7 separate regions of the Mus musculus genome follow, and all the other regions are linked to region 1. Evidence: chromatin contacts called from public ChIA-PET and HiChIP or PLAC-seq data. All regions are on one chromosome and are shown on one strand. Each heading gives the region's core, a stretch centred on a gene start, on an enhancer-like site or on the middle of the called end of the contact. The rest is flanking DNA. Distances are from core to core; before and after follow the strand shown.

What was found. HiChIP or PLAC-seq counts read pairs in DNA pulled down with a chosen protein or histone mark. ChIA-PET counts read pairs in DNA pulled down with a chosen protein or histone mark.
Region 2: a contact with region 1 is called in a CTCF HiChIP or PLAC-seq map of CD8 T cells, with 9 read pairs. The contact joins two enhancer-like sites. A contact is called at or near these places in 2 of 15 datasets of contacts at CTCF or cohesin (CD8 T cells and pro-B cells), 5 of 484 Hi-C or Micro-C datasets (CD8 T cells, Th1 cells, Th2 cells and 1 more) and 1 of 115 datasets of contacts at active chromatin or transcription factors (memory CD8 T cells).
Region 3: a Foxp3 HiChIP or PLAC-seq map of regulatory T cells shows a contact between it and region 1, with 13 times the contacts expected there. The contact joins two enhancer-like sites. A contact is called at or near these places in 1 of 15 datasets of contacts at CTCF or cohesin (the NIH/3T3 cell line), 5 of 484 Hi-C or Micro-C datasets (CD4 T cells, CD8 T cells and bone marrow-derived macrophages) and 5 of 115 datasets of contacts at active chromatin or transcription factors (CD8 T cells, effector CD8 T cells, regulatory T cells and 1 more).
Region 4: a contact with region 1 is called in a Foxp3 HiChIP or PLAC-seq map of regulatory T cells, with 6 times the contacts expected there. The contact joins two enhancer-like sites. A contact is called at or near these places in 1 of 15 datasets of contacts at CTCF or cohesin (CD8 T cells), 2 of 484 Hi-C or Micro-C datasets (both in CD4 T cells) and 5 of 115 datasets of contacts at active chromatin or transcription factors (CD8 T cells, effector CD8 T cells, regulatory T cells and 1 more).
Region 5: a contact with region 1 is called in a BATF HiChIP or PLAC-seq map of CD8 T cells, with 8 read pairs. The contact joins two enhancer-like sites. A contact is called at or near these places in 1 of 15 datasets of contacts at CTCF or cohesin (CD8 T cells) and 3 of 115 datasets of contacts at active chromatin or transcription factors (CD8 T cells, effector CD8 T cells and thymic regulatory T cells).
Region 6: a contact with region 1 is called in an RNA polymerase II ChIA-PET map of effector CD8 T cells, with 7 read pairs. The contact joins two enhancer-like sites. A contact is called at or near these places in 1 of 15 datasets of contacts at CTCF or cohesin (the NIH/3T3 cell line), 3 of 484 Hi-C or Micro-C datasets (CD4 T cells and CD8 T cells) and 4 of 115 datasets of contacts at active chromatin or transcription factors (effector CD8 T cells, memory CD8 T cells, regulatory T cells and 1 more).
Region 7: an H3K27ac HiChIP or PLAC-seq map of regulatory T cells shows a contact between it and region 1, with 8 times the contacts expected there. The contact joins two enhancer-like sites. A contact is called at or near these places in 1 of 15 datasets of contacts at CTCF or cohesin (pro-B cells), 10 of 484 Hi-C or Micro-C datasets (the C10 cell line, CD4 T cells, CD8 T cells and 4 more) and 6 of 115 datasets of contacts at active chromatin or transcription factors (Th2 cells, effector CD8 T cells, memory CD8 T cells and 3 more).

What each region holds. Positions count from the first base shown.
Region 1 is chr16:51,673,881-51,676,753 of GRCm38.p6, reverse strand. No RefSeq gene overlaps it. Among named protein-coding and RNA genes, the nearest start is that of Gm29686, 310 kb to the left of the region's middle. Within about 2 kb of position 1,478, at least 36 of the 459 cell types and tissues checked have an H3K27ac peak or open chromatin away from gene starts, as enhancers often do. A contact at or near this core is called in CD8 T cells, CD8 central memory T cells, Th1 cells and 7 more, where this site is marked.
Region 2 is chr16:51,314,305-51,317,051 of GRCm38.p6, reverse strand. No RefSeq gene overlaps it. Among named protein-coding and RNA genes, the nearest start is that of Gm32431, 260 kb to the right of the region's middle. Within about 2 kb of position 1,286, at least 8 of the 459 cell types and tissues checked have an H3K27ac peak or open chromatin away from gene starts, as enhancers often do. A contact at or near this core is called in CD8 T cells, Th2 cells and pro-B cells, where this site is marked.
Region 3 is chr16:52,128,195-52,131,035 of GRCm38.p6, reverse strand. The region is part of intron 4 of Cblb (Casitas B-lineage lymphoma b); the gene reads right to left. Among named protein-coding and RNA genes, the nearest start is that of Gm23513, 24 kb to the right of the region's middle. Within about 2 kb of position 1,500, at least 46 of the 459 cell types and tissues checked have an H3K27ac peak or open chromatin away from gene starts, as enhancers often do. A contact at or near this core is called in CD8 T cells, effector CD8 T cells, regulatory T cells and 1 more, where this site is marked.
Region 4 is chr16:52,059,778-52,062,724 of GRCm38.p6, reverse strand. All of the region lies in intron 3 of Cblb (Casitas B-lineage lymphoma b), which reads right to left. Among named protein-coding and RNA genes, the nearest start is that of Cblb, 30 kb to the right of the region's middle. Within about 2 kb of position 1,309, at least 228 of the 459 cell types and tissues checked have an H3K27ac peak or open chromatin away from gene starts, as enhancers often do. A contact at or near this core is called in CD8 T cells, effector CD8 T cells, regulatory T cells and 1 more, where this site is marked.
Region 5 is chr16:52,085,675-52,088,533 of GRCm38.p6, reverse strand. All of the region lies in intron 3 of Cblb (Casitas B-lineage lymphoma b), which reads right to left. Among named protein-coding and RNA genes, the nearest start is that of Gm23513, 18 kb to the left of the region's middle. Within about 2 kb of position 1,598, at least 16 of the 459 cell types and tissues checked have an H3K27ac peak or open chromatin away from gene starts, as enhancers often do. A contact at or near this core is called in CD8 T cells, effector CD8 T cells and thymic regulatory T cells, where this site is marked.
Region 6 is chr16:52,146,130-52,148,829 of GRCm38.p6, reverse strand. All of the region lies in intron 9 of Cblb (Casitas B-lineage lymphoma b), which reads right to left. Among named protein-coding and RNA genes, the nearest start is that of Gm23513, 42 kb to the right of the region's middle. Within about 2 kb of position 1,304, at least 46 of the 459 cell types and tissues checked have an H3K27ac peak or open chromatin away from gene starts, as enhancers often do. A contact at or near this core is called in CD8 T cells, effector CD8 T cells, memory CD8 T cells and 2 more, where this site is marked.
Region 7 is chr16:52,180,621-52,183,567 of GRCm38.p6, reverse strand. It overlaps Cblb (Casitas B-lineage lymphoma b), which reads right to left. Exons shown (of 18, transcript NM_001033238.1): 14 at 210-356. Among named protein-coding and RNA genes, the nearest start is that of Gm23513, 77 kb to the right of the region's middle. Within about 2 kb of position 1,362, at least 65 of the 459 cell types and tissues checked have an H3K27ac peak or open chromatin away from gene starts, as enhancers often do. A contact at or near this core is called in CD8 T cells, CD8 central memory T cells, Th1 cells and 6 more, where this site is marked.

The sequences.
Region 1 (2,873 bases), core at 229-2,728:
TCTCCTACTACTCTATTTTGATGTAGCCTGTTATTCAGGAAGAAGATGAGGATGGTACCTGTAGATAATGGATACATCACTGGACAGCTGCTTGGGGTCTCAAATTCTAAACATCAATCTTATGATTTATATAATGGGTTTTATAAATAATTTGCCAATATCACAGGCGTTGTGAGAGAGAGATATTTTGATTTTGTTGTTGTTTTTAGGAGGCAAGTTCAAGTACAAAGTTTACTGTGGAGCTTTCTTTGCATCTTGAATTTCCTTGTGTGTTTGGTAACTTTACCTAGCATCCATTAGTTCATAGGTTGAAACTTGGGCCTTCAACTTTATGTCAATGACTTCTAGTCTGCTATGAATGCACTAGAGATTGCCAGTTAACAATCACTGGTTGCTAACTGTGGTACCCAAAGAAAATCACAGTTGGTACCTTCCTCATGGGGGTCTGTGCACCCAGTAAGAGCTCCAGCTGTAGATACCCCGACAAAGAAGCCTGTTTAAACCAGTATTCTAATACCTAATCAATCAGAAAGTTCAAAGCATACAGTCCTCCCACTTAAGAGTGTCGGGGGAGGGCTGTTACTGCACCATCTCAGAGCCGGAAATTCTTGCTTCCTCTACAAGCAGCCATCTGGATCCACTATTACTAAAGGACACAGATCCAATTACAAACATGTATTTGTGAAGGAAACTTACAGTATCTTTGAAAGGAGTCTCTCGTACTTGAAGTCAAGGTCTGCTGAAGTTTACCTGTTAGAAATCAACTTAGGTTAAAAAAAAAGAGAGAGAGAGAGATACCTCAAGATAGAAAGAAAGTGAGAATAAAGGAGAAATGCAAATAAAATAGATCTCTTGGCTTTTTTCCTTATTCAAACTCTTAAATCTATTGAGAATGTTGGAAATTTTTCTTTGCTTACAGCATCCCCTTTCTTTCCTTCTTTCTCTCTCTCTCTCTCTTTCTTTCTTTCTTTCTTTCTTTCTTTCTTTCTTTCTTTCTTTCTTTCTTTCTTTCTTTCTCCTCTTCCCTCCCTCCCTCCCTCCCTCCCTCCCTCCCTCCCTCCCTCCCTCCCTCCCTTCCTTCCTTCCTTCCTTCTTTCTTTTCTTTCTGTCTTTCTTTCTTATTTTTTATTCGATATTTTCTTCATTTACATTTAAAATGTTATCCCCCTTTCCTAGTTTCCTCTCTGAACGTCTCCTATACCCTCCCCCTGACCAAAGTCCCCAACGTACCCACTCCCGCATCCTGGCCCTGGCATTCCCCTGTACTGGGGCATATAATCTTCGCAAGACCAAGGGCTTCTCCTCCCATTGATGGCCAAAGGAAATGACTGTAGCATGTAATCTTTCATAACAGAGAAAATGATCAAACTCAGGTTAGAAAGCAAGGAAAAGATGAAAGCTTTGAAAGACTTAGAACTTTGCTGACGTACAGACTGAGGCTGGGAAAGGCTAAGAGGCAGGAAGTGCTGTTGCTATTGCTTCTGAGGTTGTATTTCATAGTTTCCACTTTGGTTAACTGGAAGGAAACTGGGTGATTGGGGGTAGTTGTGTTATCGATCACATCAGTTTTCTGCTTTGTTTCTATTTTTTTCTTAAAGCATTACTCTTTTCTATGCAGGAAGGTCTAGGAATCATTAACCTACCATATTGTATGCCACAATCAAATGCTTTGCTACAAAGATGGGGAATATTGAAATTGGCACTGGTGGATGTCATCCTTAAGTCACAGAGGGAGTTGTAAATGTAGTCTTAGAGATCAGACGTTCAGAGGAAACCAAATATCATCTATGATCCTTGTTTCTAGACTCAGAGTTGCTCCACTACGAGGATTCTCATAGCACATTTGCATAAATACACAATTTTTCATAGAGAGGTTTACCATTTTTAAAATACATACAACCCGACTGATTTGATTTTCAAAAAGTGCTTCCATCAAGATTATTTTTTAAAAAAACAAAACAAAAGAAGAACTGACACTTGCGATGTAGGTCCTGTGATGTCCTGTCACTGGACAGGACACTGAATCAATCAGCTCCTGTCTGCATGAAGTTCATGGTCAGTGCTATGACCTGGACATGCAGATGAAGATGAATTCCATCACATCTGAGGGATACCAGCCCCCAAAACTCTCAACGAACTGTTCTCAATGGATTTACCTTTGTCTTATGTGAGGTTTTCAAGCTTGCTGAGGACTGAGCTATTACGAAATATTGAATAGATGTTTAATAAATATTTCTAGATTAGTATATATCAGACTGATAACTCTAATTCAGTGCAACTCACATTAATACTAAGGAAACCTGCTTGTCAGTGAGCCAGAAATGACAGCTACCTAGGCTAATATAAAACCTCAATGTCAGTCCTATGAACTCAGTATAAAAGTAATCTCATGGATTTCTGCCCAGTATTATTAGATCAGTGAAAAGAAAAGTTTGTGGCATCTGAAAGAAACAGTCCCTACTTTACAGACATGCTATGTAAAGAACAAACATCTATAGTCATTCTGAAGATAGCAACATGAAGAAAGCTTCAGCGTTTTTTTTTTTTTTAATTGGATATTTTATTTATTTACATTTCAAATGTTATCCCCTCTCCGGGTTTCCATCTGCAACCCTCCTATTCCATCCCCCTTTACCCTGCTTCTCTGAGGGTGCTCCCCAACTCACCTACCCACTCCTGCCTCACTGCCCTAGCATTTCTCTACATTAGGGCGTCGAGCCTTCACAGAACCAGGGCCTCCCCTCCCATTGTTGCCAGATAAGGCCTCTTCAACTCCTTCAGTCCTTTCCCTAATCCCTCCATTGGGGTCCCTGTGCTTAGTCTGATGTTTGTCTGTGAGCTTCCACATCTGTATTGGTCAGCATCTGGCAGAG
Region 2 (2,747 bases), core at 37-2,536, 360 kb after region 1:
ATTGGGCTTAGGAGAAACTAATTTAGAAGAGAGCAAGAAGGTGGCATGGGATTCAGGAGGAGACAAACCTGGAGGCAGCGCTGCCGTGAGTAGTTATTATCTCCCACAAGCACTCAGCCTAGCACGGCTGTGTGTCTGCTAAATATGGCTGTGTGTCTGTCTAATCTGCAGCTCGCCTTTGCTTTACTAGTGACAGCTGAGAGCATGTGGTACAGATCAGGCAGGTTTGCAAGGCTACTGTGACTCATTTTCTTTAAGGGGTCACAAAAGCAAAAAGTACAACTGACCTTGTCCACTATTAGGCAGTGTTCCCTGAAGTACAGGAGACAGTCATCACTCTTGGCTCCATGAAGATAGAATCAACAGCTTCATTTGGGTGGCAGGAAAACCTGATTGAAGATTAAATGAGTAAAAGAAAAAAATTTTAAGTAGTCTTCCTTCCTTTAAACTAATGCTAAGCTTTAGGGAAGTGTGAAACACATTTTTAAAAACAACCGATGATGAAAAAAACATACACGCAAAGTAGATTGTACTATGACCTCTGGTTAGTGTTGCTTCAGCTATCTTAGTCACACCTCATGGAATTACTGTCAGTGCTTTTAATTGGTAGCTTCTTTGGTTTCAAGCCTTCACAGCAAACATTGGAGCTTCTTTCCATTTCCTTCTGTGGGTTCTGCCTTTGCTGTTAATTTCGCCCTCCTCTGTCAAAGCTTCAGAGCACACATTATACACATAATTAGGGCTTCTTCTCTAATATTTTGAACTTTGCTGATGAAGGTCTTGGGTATTTGTTCTGCCCTTGTGTTATAACTTCTTTTTATCCCACCTCGTTAAATCTAAATGAATAGAGCCCGATTAGTTTCTTCTAGTAGCCTACATACACGTGTTTTTGATCATTAAAAACCCTGTCCTTCTACAGAAGCTCCCGCCCCCCCCCCAAAAAAAAGAAAGAAAGAAAGAAAGAAAAATAAAATAAGAGTCAACAGGAAAAACTGTACATACAAATGTGGTGTTTAATCACCTATCTCTTCTTTAACAAATTTCAGCCCGAATCTGCTGTAACACAGTAATAACTTTGAACTCAGTACAACTTCAGGATGGGAATAGTATTAACCTAAAAAGGTAGACAATAGACACTTCTCTCCTTCTGGGTGCTACAGAGACTATATTTTAACCATTCTCTGCTTAAACGCAATCTTTTGAACATTTGGTTGTTACTCCATCCTGCCCATTCAAAGGTAAAAAGTTGCTGGCAACACTGAATTTTTAATAAAAGTCTAAGAGTAGCGTTGAATAAATCACGAGTGCCCCCTAGTGTATGGAAAAAGCAACATCTAAGTACCGTTGGAGTTTGCTGATTCTGTTGCTAGAATCATTTGTTATAAAGAAATGTGATTTTCTCCAATATATCTGGGGAACCAGAGAGCTTCTGGTTTCCTCGTCAGTTTGGAGGAAAACAAAATACTACATCTTTCAAGTGATATTTTAGGCATGCTATAGTTGTAAATAGTACAATTTAATGAAACTATCGAGGGACATGAGAATAAGAAGTATGATTTTTTAAAACCTCCTCCTCCTTCTCTTCTTCCTCCTCCTCTTTCTCCTCCCTATATATAAGCAAGTGTAATATAGATGCAAGTGCATTCTCTGTATCTGGGCCTGTGTGTGTGTGTGTGTGTGTGTGTGTGTGTGTGTGTGTGTGTGTAATTGTCTTGAAATAAACGTGAATGTGAACTGTTTTCATTAATGGAATGATTAATTCAATCGCTAAACATCTATGGATCTATTCTTTTTGTCCGGAAGCATAAATAAATAGGCAAAACCATCAGCTTGAGAACACTCTGACAGTGGAAGCTGGTCCTGTCCAAGCTGAATGGAGGCTGTTAACAGTACATCTTTAAAGGTAAAACATCTTTCCTGATGTCCCAGAGACCTAAGGGAAGGGTATTTCTACTCTGCACGAGCATCCTCAGCATTTACCTTTGTACTCAGGTCTGCCATCAGGGATCGTACAGATTCCCTGAGAGTCATCACCACTTGGATCAGCAATGGCAAATAGACCTCAGAGTGTAAGTTACAAGGACCACAGTGACATGAATCAAATGTCATAGTGAAGGATTGTTAAACTCATGAGAAAACAGGAAAATCTGGTTTTTGTTTTGTTTTGTTTTTTTGACAAACAATGATAACAGTCAGCGATGATATGATATGAAACAGGAAGTTGTTTATAGAGGGCAGGTGACAAAGAGGGAGACTGAATTGATGTACAGAGTGATTTTCTGGAACTCTCTCCCAAACTAAAATAGAGGTGTTTAGGGAAGTGTTTCCCAAGGAATGGAAAATATCAACTCCAGGTGACCTAAAAGCAGAGGTCACCATACTCATAGGCAATTTATAGCTAGAGGTGGCAGTGGAAGTATCTAGTATGTTTTGACTTCTAGCTACCTTTGGTAAGTGAGCCCTTTATGCACTTTCACATAACATATTATAACCATGTCACCAGCTGTTTCTGTTTCAGAAAACTTGAATATTCTTTCCCAAATGTTTCACTCTTCATCATCACAATTTTCCTTAGAGTGTTTTTTTCTTTCTTGGGCCACTGTTTCCTAGGCTGGTACTGTAGTTCATCTGTGAGAATTATGAATCGATCATAGCATAGCCCATAGAGGAAAGCCGCTTCAACTTCAGTAGATCTGGACAGACGAATCAGTCAATCTCCCTGAATCTCGTGTGTTAACGGGGAAAAC
Region 3 (2,841 bases), core at 251-2,750, 450 kb before region 1:
ATCAGGGCCATCGACGGCAGAGCCTCACGGCAGCACATGGAAGCCATAACATCAGCAGTAGCAGGCTTGCATTGGAATAGTTGAAAATATGGTTCATGATTCAGGCTCCACGGAATATGGTCACTTGATTATTCTGTGTTTGCTAGGAATCCTAGTTCATGGATATCCAGGTCATGGATATCTAAATGCATATCAAACAGAGGGCACTAGGGTCCAAGTGTTAGCCACCCTGAACTCTTTATTTGCATGCTGAAGATAGACTAATCATCAATTATCAACCGCCTCCCACCTCCCAGATGCTTTTTGTAGGGGTGAAAACACATGTTCTTTTATGTTTCTTATGAATGCAACTAGAAAGTGTCTTTCATAAGTGTAACCATCTTATAGGATTTGGTTTATTCTCTTCCTACCAATCAATATATCTTATTATATATCATACTGCAACAGTTTCAATAAGCCATGCACTGACATGCTTCAGAATTTTTGAGGACTAGTGAACAGATTTGGGGGAACATCTGTCTCTCCCTTTTAGAACTCAGCCATTCCCAGCCCTTGACCACCCTCCTTCCCAATATGAAAATCTGTAACACCCATCATTTGTTTCTTAGCAACCTTTCCTCCTTTCATCATGCCAAGTTCCTACTCATGAATAGATGGAAGGAAGAAACTATTCATACTTTAAACATTTATATTTCAGTCTTCAAAACAGGACACAAGAGCTATATGCATGTGTGAGAAAGATAGTACATGTTTCAATCTTGAGTTTTTCTTTACCATTGTCTCTGGAGAAACTGAGCAGAAATGAGCGAAAATTTCCTTGGCCTCTCTCAATCCCCATTTTCTCACTAAAGATCACATACAGTTATAACTTGAATATTCTGAATTACTATCATTATCTACAGTAGTAAATTGTTAGCACAGACTATGTCATTTAAAGGGCTTATTGTCACAGAGAATTTGGAACCTAAATTAATCTGTGGGCCTGGGGAGGGGCCAGAGAATGAGCAATTTAAATGAGTTTTTAAATGAGTGTTGATTCTGCTGGTCTCTCAGAGCCACTGATGGGCCATACCTATCACCTGGCAATGACACTAGAGGCACTTAACTATGGAAAGGCCTAACACCACCTCTGGCTTTGAGGGACATACAGAGATATCCCTCGATGATCCAAATGGGGAAAATAGAAAACTGTGCTGATGGACTGCCCAACACAAACCCAAGTGATTACAGAGTGGTGTAGGAAGTAGCCTGAAAACAAAATAGCAAGACAGGCCTGCACGAAAGCTTAGGTGTGAAGCACCATTAAAGAAGAAAGTTAAGATACTTAATACCTCAAAAGTCTTTAATCTATGTATGAAAAAAACAGGAAACCACAGAGAACTGAAGAGAGGCACCACATCAGAGGCCATTTAGGAGAAACACACGTCACACTCTGATTAAGGTTTACAAAAGGTAATGTCATAAAAGCACAAGGAAAGTATTTAGCAATCTTAGGCAGTTATTGATTAATAGACACGTGTAGATATGTAGTTAGGTCAGCTGCATTGCATGACCATGAAAGCGTTGCCTAAGAGGAAAATATTCCTTTCCCAAATTAAAGTTTCCAATACTTAGCAGACACAGAAAACTAAAGTCCTAACTTGCAGAAGGGAAAATGGTGATCAAAGAACTACTAATTTCAGAATGACATAGACACAACTTTTTTCTAGAAAAGCACAATATTATTTTATTTAAAAAGCATAAACTGTAAAGAAACTGGCCAAGTGGAAAAGTTCACTCTTTTGTGTGTGTAAAGTATAAAGTCAAAACAAAATGGTTGTAATAAGCATCTTGATGTTACCCTAAAATCATCATATCCAATATTTAACATTCATGCAGATTATAACCTACTTTGAATATCTCTGACTTTCCAGACGAAAATATATATTTCAGCTACTTCTAAAATTTTCCTCTGCCATACAACTGCAGAGCAATAATTTCCAACATAAAAAGACACATTTCCACACTAGCTGTGTAATGAGATTTGATCATAGTTCATTTGTGATAAACCCTAAGCCCCAAGTACATATTCATTAGAGCCTTAATTAAAGCTGGAAAAGAAGGCTGAGAAACCAGAGCATTATTTGGCTGGTTTATTACACCGGATCATTACTGTATCGTCCCTCCACTTTTGTGGACTCAGCAGATTCCCAGTGTAGGGGGTGGTAGGCCTGGGGGCAGACTAGCTTCATGAGGAAAGAACAGAAGAAAAATGCAAAGATCTCTTTAAAAGAAAGAAAAAAATACAGAGTTTTCGAACTCTTGCACCTTGGGTCTACTTTACAAAGTTGATTATCAATTGTCATAAGATGATGCCAGAGGAGAATATGTTGATGGCGAAATGTTTCACAGGTATCTGTGAACTTGTTTGTCTTGGCAGTGATCAAAGGCAAAGAGGGAGAAGAGAAGCAGAGACAGAGAGAAGCACAAAGTGGCCAACTTGAGCTTTGGTATCTCACAATCCCAGAAAATTTACTTTCTTTCATTTGCCTCCTGTCACTATAAATCACATTAGCTGCAGGCAGAAAACCATCAAAGTACACTCAGAAAGTATTTCATTTTTATAACATATATTTAATTTCTGTGCATATGCACACAAGTGTGTGCATCTGGAGAGTGGGGAGGCATCTGAGGACAAATTGTCATAGTTGATTTTCTCCTTCCATAATGTTGTTCATGGGGATTAAGCTTGTCTGCAGGGTCATCTTACTTGACCAAACACAATGTTCAATATACAAGGCAGGTTAGACAGACCAGTGGGTATCCAGACGATTGCTTCAATAGTATGATCTCAGACTCTTT
Region 4 (2,947 bases), core at 60-2,559, 390 kb before region 1:
CTCAGAACCCAACAAAACATGTTCTCACGTGACTCCAACTTAGGAGTGCTTCTCTACGTCCTTAAATGTCTCCTGTGGTACACTTCTCTACCTGAGTCCAATCCATGCCCCGACAGGAGTGTTAACATTAGATCCAAAGTATTTCCTCACAAGCAGTCTTTCCTGACCCCCAGCTGGGTTCCAAGATCTTATCTGTGAAACCTTCTGACTTGAACACCCCTCAACAAAGTAGGACATCAAAGGTGTAAGACGGAGTTCAACGTCTAAACTATCAGCTAGGATGCTCCCACAAACACAAAATAAAGCTTAAATCCTAGGCACTGACTATTCAGAAGAGGCCTCACAGTTAGCTGTCAGGACTGGAGCAGCGAGCGTGAACTGGATCCACACCACACTAAGGAATGACAAGAGAGGGGTGTGGTGAACACAGCTTAGCCTTTGGCAAATGGATAATACTCGGAGGCACACAGAGACTCAGGGCAAATGCTTGAAATCTTTACAATCCATGAGTTCCAGCTCAGGTAGAGAAGCCGCTGGGTGATCTATGAAAATGCCGTGCATCCCCACTTCTGCCCAAGCTCCAGTGACCCGCAGTGAATTGGGAACTTTCTAAAATAACCCCTCGTTAAAGGTCATGGCTTGAGAGGCGGGACAGCAAACACAGTCTCACCCCTCACCCCATGAACTCGCCATCGCTGAAATACTAGATAAAAATGCTAGGTATTCAGGCCTTCTGGCTATTTTAATCCCCCATAAGAGACAGGCTGCAGTAAACGCGTATGCACTTGCTGTTAGGATGAAGCCATACACACAGCAGAGGTGGCAGCCAGACACTTTACATGGCGGGCAGTCATCGGAGCCAGCAGACATCTGTACTGACTCAAATCCAATGAGAATCTTGGTGGCCTAAGATCAATAGCATTTGCCTTTGTGTTTCACCTCCAAAGCTCCTGCTACTTCCTAAGGTTGGTGGTCTTGGCTGGGAAAGATGACAGTTTGCCTAAAACTGGGGGAGCGTCAGTGTTCTAAGGAAATGGGAAGAATGTTAGGAGAGGCTACCTGGGACACTTTCTCTTGAAGAATGGCGTCCCTGTCAAGCCCAGGGTCCCTGCCTCTGTCAAGTACAACAACCGTTGATGTCCCCATACGAATTAATGTAGGAGAGTCATCTGGGTCTGAAAGTACCGCTTTCAAAATGAAATGTTGATTTGGGAGTGTTTCCAACCTTGTTGGAATACACAAGATCCCCAACTCTAGAAGAGCAACGGGAACTTGAAAAGGGCAGTTCAGGTAGGTTCTCAAACCAGTCTGGGGAAATACCACAAACACGTCACCGAGACAATAATGAAACAAGAGAGCCAGCCTCTGACCTCCAGGGTTACAAGATGAGAAAAACAGTTTGGCATTTATTTTAAGGGCAAGTTTCAAAACCCAACACTGGCCTGAGAAACAGGAACCAATGCTGAGGCTTTCTTTACATAGAGGGACAGCAGCCAAACATAATGGTAACTTTGAGATAACTGACATCCTACACTGCATAACTGACAAAAACACACCAAGCCACCCCCTCCCTGGCATTATGAGTCAAAACAAACTGCTGACAAACGCAGACAGCTATGTGAGGGGGTGCAACAATAACAGAGAACACACAGGCCTCTGTTTGTCTTTCAAGTGTTACAAGTCAGCTTGTGATGGGAGAACACAGCAGCTATTTCTTTAAAAGGCTGTTTACACATTGAAAACGTCTCAGATGTTCCTCAAAGCCACTTTGCTTATACAGAAGAAAAGGAGGGGGTAGGCATAGTTAGCAAGAATGCCAGAGCCAAGCCTCCAAGAATGCCTTTTAAAAGGAATAAAGGGGAAAGAGACACTAAGAAGGTACAAGAGAACTTTCCCGAACATCTAACGGAATTCTCACATCATATCCTACACATCAAGAAATTCTATCAACAGCAATGCAGGATAGTTTCCAGAACACGATGCCTGCTACTCTAAGGGGGATCTGGAGCAGGGAAGACCAACCATGTTCTGTCAAGGCGAACCACGAGTTATGATCAAGGACCTTTGTCAATAATGCAGACCAAACAAAACCACGTTATTCATGTCGAAAGCGCACATTTGGAGGATTCCCCAGTTGTTGTAAGCTGGTATATTTAGGGTCATGAGCGCAGCACAGAACAGAAACAAAAAGTCTTTAAGGAAATGTTAATATAAGAATTTAAAGGAAGTGAAAACAGCTCGCAGGGGTTCAGAGAGCCAGCCACTGAGTGGGAGAGCTGTGAATGCTCACTGCGCATGCGCACGGGGCATGCAGGAGCAGGCAGAGGCGCTGTGTGTAACCACCTCTAACTTTTCCACAAACGTTACTTCACTAAAGATAGACACACAGTTAAGACAGCGCCCTGAATTGTGACTACTCTGCAATAAACAGCAGTGATATTAATCTATTTACCCACGTGCCTTTCTTTTAAAATAACTGGCCCCGGAACTGGCCCCGGCTGCCAAATCTCAGGAAGGTGGCATTGTTTATCCACAAGTTCTAAATGACCGACTTTAGACTTTTTGCTAGTTTCCAATGTGAAATTTTACCTTTTACCTCTTTCCAAGCAATAGAAGCTCTTTATCTAGATTAAATCAAGATTTTCAAATAATAATATGGAAATTGGGAGAAATAGCAACTATTATATGTATCTGCCAAGTCTGAACACTGTTTTGAATACTATGTGGAAATACACAGAAGTGACTTTTGCCTTTAAATTAATTGAAGGCTATTCCTTCCTTGGAACCTTGCTCACTCTCAAGGGCTTTCTCATTTTCCTTTAATCCATCGATGTTCTCTTTGATCGGAAGGGGAGAAAAAAAAACTGAATTAAACTTTTCTCAATATTTGTAATGCCACCACTTATCACCACTTAATATGACAGCAGTAGGTACTTAGCATGACAGC
Region 5 (2,859 bases), core at 349-2,848, 410 kb before region 1:
TACTACACAAATCAAATAGGAAATAAATGCAACAACACTTAAATGATTCAAGAAAAATTATTCAAAATGATTTTTTGTGCCCCAAACAATTATTTTTGACCCATTAAGTTTACATAATAATTTTGAAGACTGAGAGAGAAGGAAAAAATACTACATCAGCAAATTAAAAATACAATCACGAGTGGGAATGTTGGCTCGGTCAGTGGTGAAGAGTACTTTACTGTTCTTCAGAGGGCACGGGTTTGGTTTCCAGCCCCACATGGCTGGTCCCAATTACCTGTCAATTCATTTCAAGGGAACCTGACACCCTCCTTTGACCTACATCAGTACCAGGCACACAGGTGATGAACATACACACAAGTAGGTGAAATATTTATTCATAGAAATTAATTTGATTTTAAAAAGTCAAAATCCTGGACATGACCTGTTGAACACATTTCTTAAATAATTAACTGACAAACTTTTGTCCATATACACAGAGAACCACTTTTCAAAGCATTCATGACTTAGGCTAGTTAAATGACAAACTTCAGAAAGGATTAGCCCTTTCTTTGAGGCAGAAATATTGGCTTATTAATAAAAATAACCTTTACGGCACTTGGTAAAATGGCTTAAAAGGAAGCAGCAATTATTATGAACAGATAAATGGTCTATAACTTTAATTGCTGCCAAAACATAGGTACGGGGCATTAAAGCCACAGTTAATCGCTGTGTTAAATACCACACTTACAGAAGTGATAAAAAGACAGAAATTTTAATGAGAAAAGCATATCACATATTTAATATTTCAATGCATTAAAAACTATTTTAAATGTGAGCAGCTATTAAAGTATAATTGTATCCAAAGTTAAAATGAGAAATCTTTTAACAAGGAGTTAGTCAAATTAGTCACTGGGCCTTTTAAGTAAGCATTAACATGAAGACAGGTTTGAAAGTCTACCATTTTCATTTTCTGAAGAACTCTGAATTGTTCTGCAACATCACCACATGCCTTTGAAATGTGCTGCTTTCTGTATGGTACAGGGACCAGCAAGGAGTCCCACAGCATGCTTGCCCTTCCCACTGCCCACCTTTAGGACTCCTCAGCTAACCTGCCATCATCACTTTTCTCAAGAGCACATTCTACGCTAACCTGTTTCACACAGCAGCAGAGTTACGCTGGTTAAAAGCTCTCAGAAGTGGGCACAGATTTTATATATATAGTGCTTGATCAACCACATGCCTCAGAAATGGTGCCAAGGCCAGGACTCCACCTCTAGTCACAATCGCCTGGAGCCTGAGCATAGAAAAGGTTCTCAAAGATCCAAGGGATGCTGGAGGGAGAAAAGGAGAGTGCTCTGAGCATGTGTGTGAAAATATGATTTTTGGCAAGAAGTCAACAATGCAAAGTCATCAAAAAATAGCTGAACTACCTTAATAATTTGAGAGTCTCATAACATGCCTCTAAGGTGATGTAAGTTTGAAATACTCAAGAGACACTTGAATCCCCACTTAAGTGGGCGTCATACATGATGGGAGCTTCCTCTGCTTGTCCCTACCTCCAGTGCCCCGGCCCTACCTCCAGTGCCCCGGCCCCACCCTGCCCCAACCCGCATGCATGGCTGCAAGGTTCACACCCAGGCTCTCGGCACTTTGAACAGTGATGCTGCTTCGGGCACAAGGGTATCTTCCCACATCCTGTCATACCCAGCTGGAACAGCCCACCCTTGGCTTTTTAATTTCAAAAATTCATCTTTGACCTTAGCAAAATTACTCATGCCGTATCTTTCTAGTAGAGAAATCCCATACATCTCTAGGAGACTTTTTAAGTATCTGCCTGAAGAGAGGTTGAACAGTGGCCTCTCCCCCTGGGCTGCCGACTGACACCTAAGTCAGAGCGCCAAGGGCCAAAGGAAAGACCAGACCTAAATGCTGAATTCAATGGAGTCTCCCAGGGAGTCCAGGGGACTCAGAGCACAGGCCAAGTTCAAATCTAAAGGTGTCTACTCACAAAAATCATTCACATGTCTCTGTGTGTGGGAGGGAATCGGAAGATGTGCAACTGGCCCTTTAGGTACAGCATTAATGGTATGTCAGGATGCAGCCACATGGAAGCAGCCAAGACACTGAGCACCGGCACCCTGGACATACATCATTCATTAATGGGTAAAGTCAAATTTGAAAGAACACTTAACAAGAAATCCAATCCAGCCCCTATACAGACAGATACACATATATATTTTGATATACTACTTCATTTCACCAGTACACTTTCACAGCTTTATTTAAGGATAAGATAACTCCTTGACTTAGACAGGTAACACTGAAACCTGCGGTGTTGATGGAAATTCAATTAGAGAAATCAGTAAAGTCTTTACACCAGCCAGTGCTAACAAGCACTCCATTATAAATAGCTCTCATGAATAGTCATTTTATGTACAAATTTCGGGTGCTGAAAGATATCCACTGAGCAAGCAATTCCAGGTAATTTGCTAGTTGTGATTATTGTAATGTGTAATTTTTAGCTGTGATAATTACCCACGAGATTTAAAATACACAATCTTCAGAATAATTATGGAACCTCTATTTAGTTCTTTAGGCTTGCTGCTTAAGCAAAGAGGCTGTGGATTTATGAGGCCTGGGGATCTTTCTCAAGCCCTTACTGATTCTTCTTCCTATGGTACTCTGTGTGGCTCCATTTCTCCCCCATCCCCGTGCTGCTCTCTCCTATCAAGTGTATCTCCTCTAAAAAGTGCCAAGCACACCAGAGGGACAGCCAGCGTTGATTTTCCTGGAGTGGACTACCTCCTTCAGACCCTTGGTGCTTAGCCAGAAACCCACCTGGAAGCAGACCCATCTTGCAGTGTGGGACACAAGAGA
Region 6 (2,700 bases), core at 55-2,554, 470 kb before region 1:
TCGCTTAGATGGCTTAGGCAGCAGTGATGGCTCTGAGGTTAAGAACATTTATTGCTCTTGCAGAAAACCAGGGTTCAGTTCTTAGCACCCACATGGTGGTTCACATTACCTGTAACTCTAGTTCTATGGGACCCAATGCCATTCTCTGGTTTCCACAGATACAGCTGTGACACACAGACAACACACAGGCACAACATTCATACACATCAAATAAAAATAAGTCTTCAAAAAGAACAGCCCACAGTAGAGTGTTGGTGTCAACTAATACTGTTCCCAAATTGTCCATTTCAGTTCTCAAATACACTGTGGTGCTGTGAGAATCCGTCTACTGAGTTAGTTAGCAGACTTAGGCTAACTTAGACTTGTTCTCCGGGAGTTTATTTTTGCTGCAGTGGGTGAGGTGGTTCCACAGGTACAGGCCCTTTCCTTCAAGCCCGCAGACTGGAACAGACAGTTGGATGCAGATAAGTGGCACCTGTCTGCAATCCCACCACTCCTGTGGACAAAATGGGAGGTGGAGACAGGAGACTGGCCAGGAATCTGAGGCCTGCTAGACTGGGCACAAATAAGAGGGTCGGTGCCTCAGCAAGGTGTAGGGAGAGGCCAGCCTCTTCAAAGGCTTCTCTGATTTACACCTCACCGTCAACCCGCCCTCCTCTCAGGCCTGGGTACTCCTCACGCCTGCTCCATTGCACTAGCTCACCAAGACTCCCAACTCCTTCAGTCCCCCTCTGAGAAAGAGACGCTCCAGTCTGTTCTATCACACTAACCCAGAAAAGAGACAGTAGAAGGCAAAGAGAGAAATGTACGTTTGAAACGGTCTTAAAAGCAAATATTGTTTTAGTTTTCGTTAAAAAGTTTCTAGAAGGTTAGACATGCGAATGTTGCTTTTAAAATAAGCCAGAATCATATCTGTTTCTCACTGAGACATACGCAGTGAGCTAGATTTTTGCCTCTCCACAGTGCTCTATTTGATCGTACGGCATTAACGCCACACTCATATTTGAATGCACTCACTGTTTTCTTACAACACTTTGGACACAGAAAAGTCTTTCCTGCAAACGTGTCTGAAGAAAAGTCTAGGGGAAAAGCCACAGAAGTTAAGTTTCCATTTCATAAAACTAGGGTTGTTGGCAGAATTCAAAGTATAGCTGCGTGGCATTGACAGTGATGGCCTTTTTTATGTGAGACATTCAAAGTTTGCTGCCTGCGTCATCTGGAAGCGCAGACGTGGTTTAGCAGAACTGCTTGTTTGCCTCTGTTTTGTCAAGAGAGACGCAGCTCCTTACCTTACCCTGTGTGCAGTGCCGCTGCTGGGTTACTGCAGTGCTTTACAGACTGTGTACACAGGAAGAAGATGCTCTCGGGACTCTGCATGGAGATGTTTTCTCTGCCTCTTAGTGACAGGTGAAAGTGAGAGGGGTGCCCGCGAGCTTTACTGATCAAGAGTGAAACAGAGAAGCCGCACCCAGAGAAACTCAGCTTCAAATGCTCCACAAAGCATATTATTTAACTTACTTGGTATTCTGGGCAAACTCTTCCGTGGTTATTCAATTTATTAAATAACACAGATGTTTCAGAAAATGAAAAAAAAAATCTGACACCTCTTTGGAGGCATGACTAATAGGCCATTATGACAGCAATTAAGGAGCACCCACTGACAGACTGTAACAGCAACCACTACTGTGCCTTTGTTAGGTTTGCTGTTAATTACATCAAATTTAAGTCCCCAATGAATTGGAGTTAAACTAAAACAGGGCATCAAATGAAAGACAATTTTAGTGAAGAACAACTTGCTAAAAATGCACTTTCTTGAACACATTATAATTTGTAGTCCAGGTTCAGTGTTCCCTGTTGGATGCTGACAGATACATCCTAACTCCTTGGGAGGCATGCATTTCCCTAAAAGCATTTTCATATCAGCACACCTAACCAAAGAACTGTAAAGGTAGAGGAAACGGTTTCATGTCCCTAATTAAAGCTGCAGGAGAAGCAGATACTCGTTTCAGGTAATTACTGGTAGTAATCCCATCTATAAAACTTCTAGCAGTGAGTTTAAAGTAGAAACTACGTCTGAACTTCCTTTCTGCTCAGAGATTGCTATAGAGACACGAGCTGCTCAAGAGATCCTCCTTAAAATAAAAGTCAAAGCAACAGGCTTGACTTCTCGGGAAGCAAATGTTGACGTGCCCAGGTTTGTTCCTATCAAAGGGTGTTGTTCAACGATAGATTTGTGCTGTGCATGATTGACCTTAAAAGCTTAACTTTTTATAAGGCTGTAACAGTGGAAAATCCCGTGAAGTAAAACTAACAGCTTTAAAGAAAAAAGGAAAAAAAAAAAAAAAGACCCTGTACTGTATCATTTTGGAACACGGGCAAAGTAAAAACACAGAGACATCTGTTACAACCTGCCTTTCTTTCAGCCCAGAGCTCCGAAACTCAGAAATCTTCCAGTAAATCTGTAAGTTTAGATTCAAGGTTTGACAATATATTACAGAAGGAAAGAAATGTTCTATAGATGTGCTCTGCTCAGGCACACACCATCAGTTAAATCCAGTGAGCCTCAAACTGACACTCCCAACAGGGGCTTGTTACTGAACGTTTTTTCACTATGTTTTAATTGAATTAAATTTGTAACACTTGCTCTTAATAAAGGAAACTTTTTTAATAACATGTCTAAAAGATCACACAATATTGCTG
Region 7 (2,947 bases), core at 113-2,612, 510 kb before region 1:
ATTTGGCCTTTTGTGGGGGTGGGGAAGAAGGCAACAAAATCTTTTATGTGGAAGCAATGAAGGAAATATATAGGAACTACAGGCTAGGCAAGGAACAGGATTTTTAACCAATCACATACTATTGAACCGCATAGAAACAACCCCCACGTTTGACAGCATGACGATGCTTATGCCGATGCAGGATGATACAGAGATGCTCATCTTCTTACCGAACAGGAGCTTTGACATTATGGCAATGAGATGGTTGTGAATTCAGGGACACAGGATGGGATGAAGGAATCTTGTATTCATCGTCATCATCTTCTACCGTGTCTCTAGTTTTCTCTGAGAGACAATTTGCTAATGGACCAGTACACCTACCAAGAGGGAAAAGAAAATCCAATCTGGTTTAAGCATCATAAATACCAGAGCAGGAAGGTCTGATGTGACATAGAACAATGAAGAAACTGCTTTGTCACTGGAAGTTTTCAACTGTAAACTGTTCTTACATCCAATAGAAATGGAAGGCCTTGAAATGTTAAGATAAGATATTCATACCTGTGGTTTTTAAGGGTGAACTAAGAAAAAAATGAAAATTACGAAAATGAAAGGGTTTTATAAATAAAGCTTTAACATAAGATGTGTACAATTATTCAAGTCCAAGCTATTAAAATGTTAATTGCTCCCTCCCATGTACTGGAAATCAGCAAAAGTGATAAGGATACACTGAAATCAACTGGAAACAAGAGGTTCTTTAAAGGTTCAAACTGGTCTATGGCTAATACCCATAGTTTTAAAAAAGCCATACATGAGAGAAATTTAACTATCTTGTCAACTTATAACTGTAGTGCTAGAGTTCCTCCCACTGCAACAATTAAGAACGAAACGTGTCCACAATTAGAAGCCGATCATGACAGAAATAAATCTTTGAGATGGATTGTTTTTGTAACTCATGATACCTAAGTGTAATACCTAACTGCAACGAATAAAACACTTAGCGGGATACCGTGGTGGATTTGAGCATTTTACTTGATCATTTGGGAAAATATATAAAATAAAATTGAAAAGTACTCTACTTCCTGTGTGGGTTTTAATTTAACCTTTGCTACTGCCCAAGACAACAGTCCAAAAAAAAAAATGTTAAAATGCAACTTGGCCAACAGGTAGAAAGACAGCTAGTTTGCAAGACACTAGAAAAACTCGGATCCAAGCCACTTTAATTATTATAAACTTCACGGAAAATGTTCCCCCCCCCCCAAAAAAAAAAAAAAAACACAAAACAGTGTAATGTTCCAGCACATTCGGCAGAGGGAGCAGGAGCCCTCTGGTACGTGAGGCAGTCGATGCCTATGTGGCTTTTTGTCTTTTTTCTTTTTCCATTTTCATTTCTTCTCACCACAAAGTTTCATTTTCATTTTGTATTCTTCTCTCCGAGAGCTGAGTGTCCCTGTCTGAACTTCTTGGGACTAAAACATTTTTTCAGATTATTTTTTCCCCTCAAATTTTGGAACAGTTGCAGACTTTACCAGTCGTATCCCTCATGTAATCCTCAAAAAAGCTTTGGATTTTGGAGAACTTTCTATAATGATTTCACTTTTGGGTCAGTGTGGCTGAACACCCGTTATAATAGAAAAAAATGTCAGAGGTGTTTTGTATGTGTGTGTGTGTGTGTGTGTGTGTGTGTGTGTGTGTGTGTGTGTGTGTGCATGTATGTGTGTGCTCATATTTAAAGTTTCAACTGTATTCAGAGATCACGGAAAACCTTCCCTTGGGAGTTTTCAAAAGCTTATACTTTTAGTTTGTCTTTGAAGAAGTTTTCAGTATTGATTTTTAAAGCTCTGTTTGTTAAGAGATACTTCAGGATCCAAATGTCAGTTAATGGTAACCTGAAGCTTTGTTGTAGTAGCAGAGGGGTCTCTACACAGCCCAGAACACAGGCTATGAAATTCATAAACAAACAATAGTGTTATAGTCACTCTAGTTGAATCCTAGAAGACACACCTTGCAACTAAAGGTGACAAAAGTAAAGATGTTTCAAAATGATGACTTGATGGTGTTTTAATATGGTTAGGATAGAAATAACTGTATTTTCTTGCAAACACTAAATTCTTGGAGACAGACATCAATCTCACCAACCTCTGCAAAGACCAGGACGTCTCTATAGGCAGAGGAAGTGGGCCCTGCATGTTCCCATCCTCATCCTGCTCTGCTTCCAGTCTCAGTGAACACCATCTCTATACATACCACTTAAGTAAATACTTCAGAGACAAAAGGGACCTTTGACTTAATATTCAATAACTACATCAAGAGGTGGAAGTTCAAATCTGTCTTACAGGTTACTTCAATAATTTAATGATTTCCAAGAAGCACTTCACTCTGAAGGAAGAATACTTGTTTTTAATTTGCATAACATATAGTATGTATTGGGATGTGTGTGCTCATGCCAAGGTATGGATGGAGGTCAAGGACAACTTGTGGCAATCAGTTCTTACTCTCTCCTATCTTGCCGTTCCCAGGGATTCAACTCAGGTGATCAGACCTTGTAGCAAGAAACCATCTTGTCAGTGCAAGAAATAAACAATTAAAAAAAAAAACAAACAAACCACACCTGTTGTGGTTAGCTCTGGATGCTACCCTTCATTGACAGAAGATCTTGCCTGGCTAAATACCACTCACTCTTTTGTTAGTCAGAGAGCATCTGATGTAAATATGAAAGGCAATAATTATCTATCATTTTATCAAAAACTAAGGGTTCAGTTTTAGAAGCTACTAGTTAGACATTTTATTAGGTTGAATGGATCTTGGTGAGTTATAACTAGAAGTTAAGAAAGCTATGTGCCATTTGTATTGAAATATAAAAAATACATCCTGGTATTTTTTTTAAAGATTTATTTATTGATTATATTTAAGTACACTGCAGCCATCTTCAGACACTCCAGAAGAGGGAGTCAGATCTCGTTACGGATGG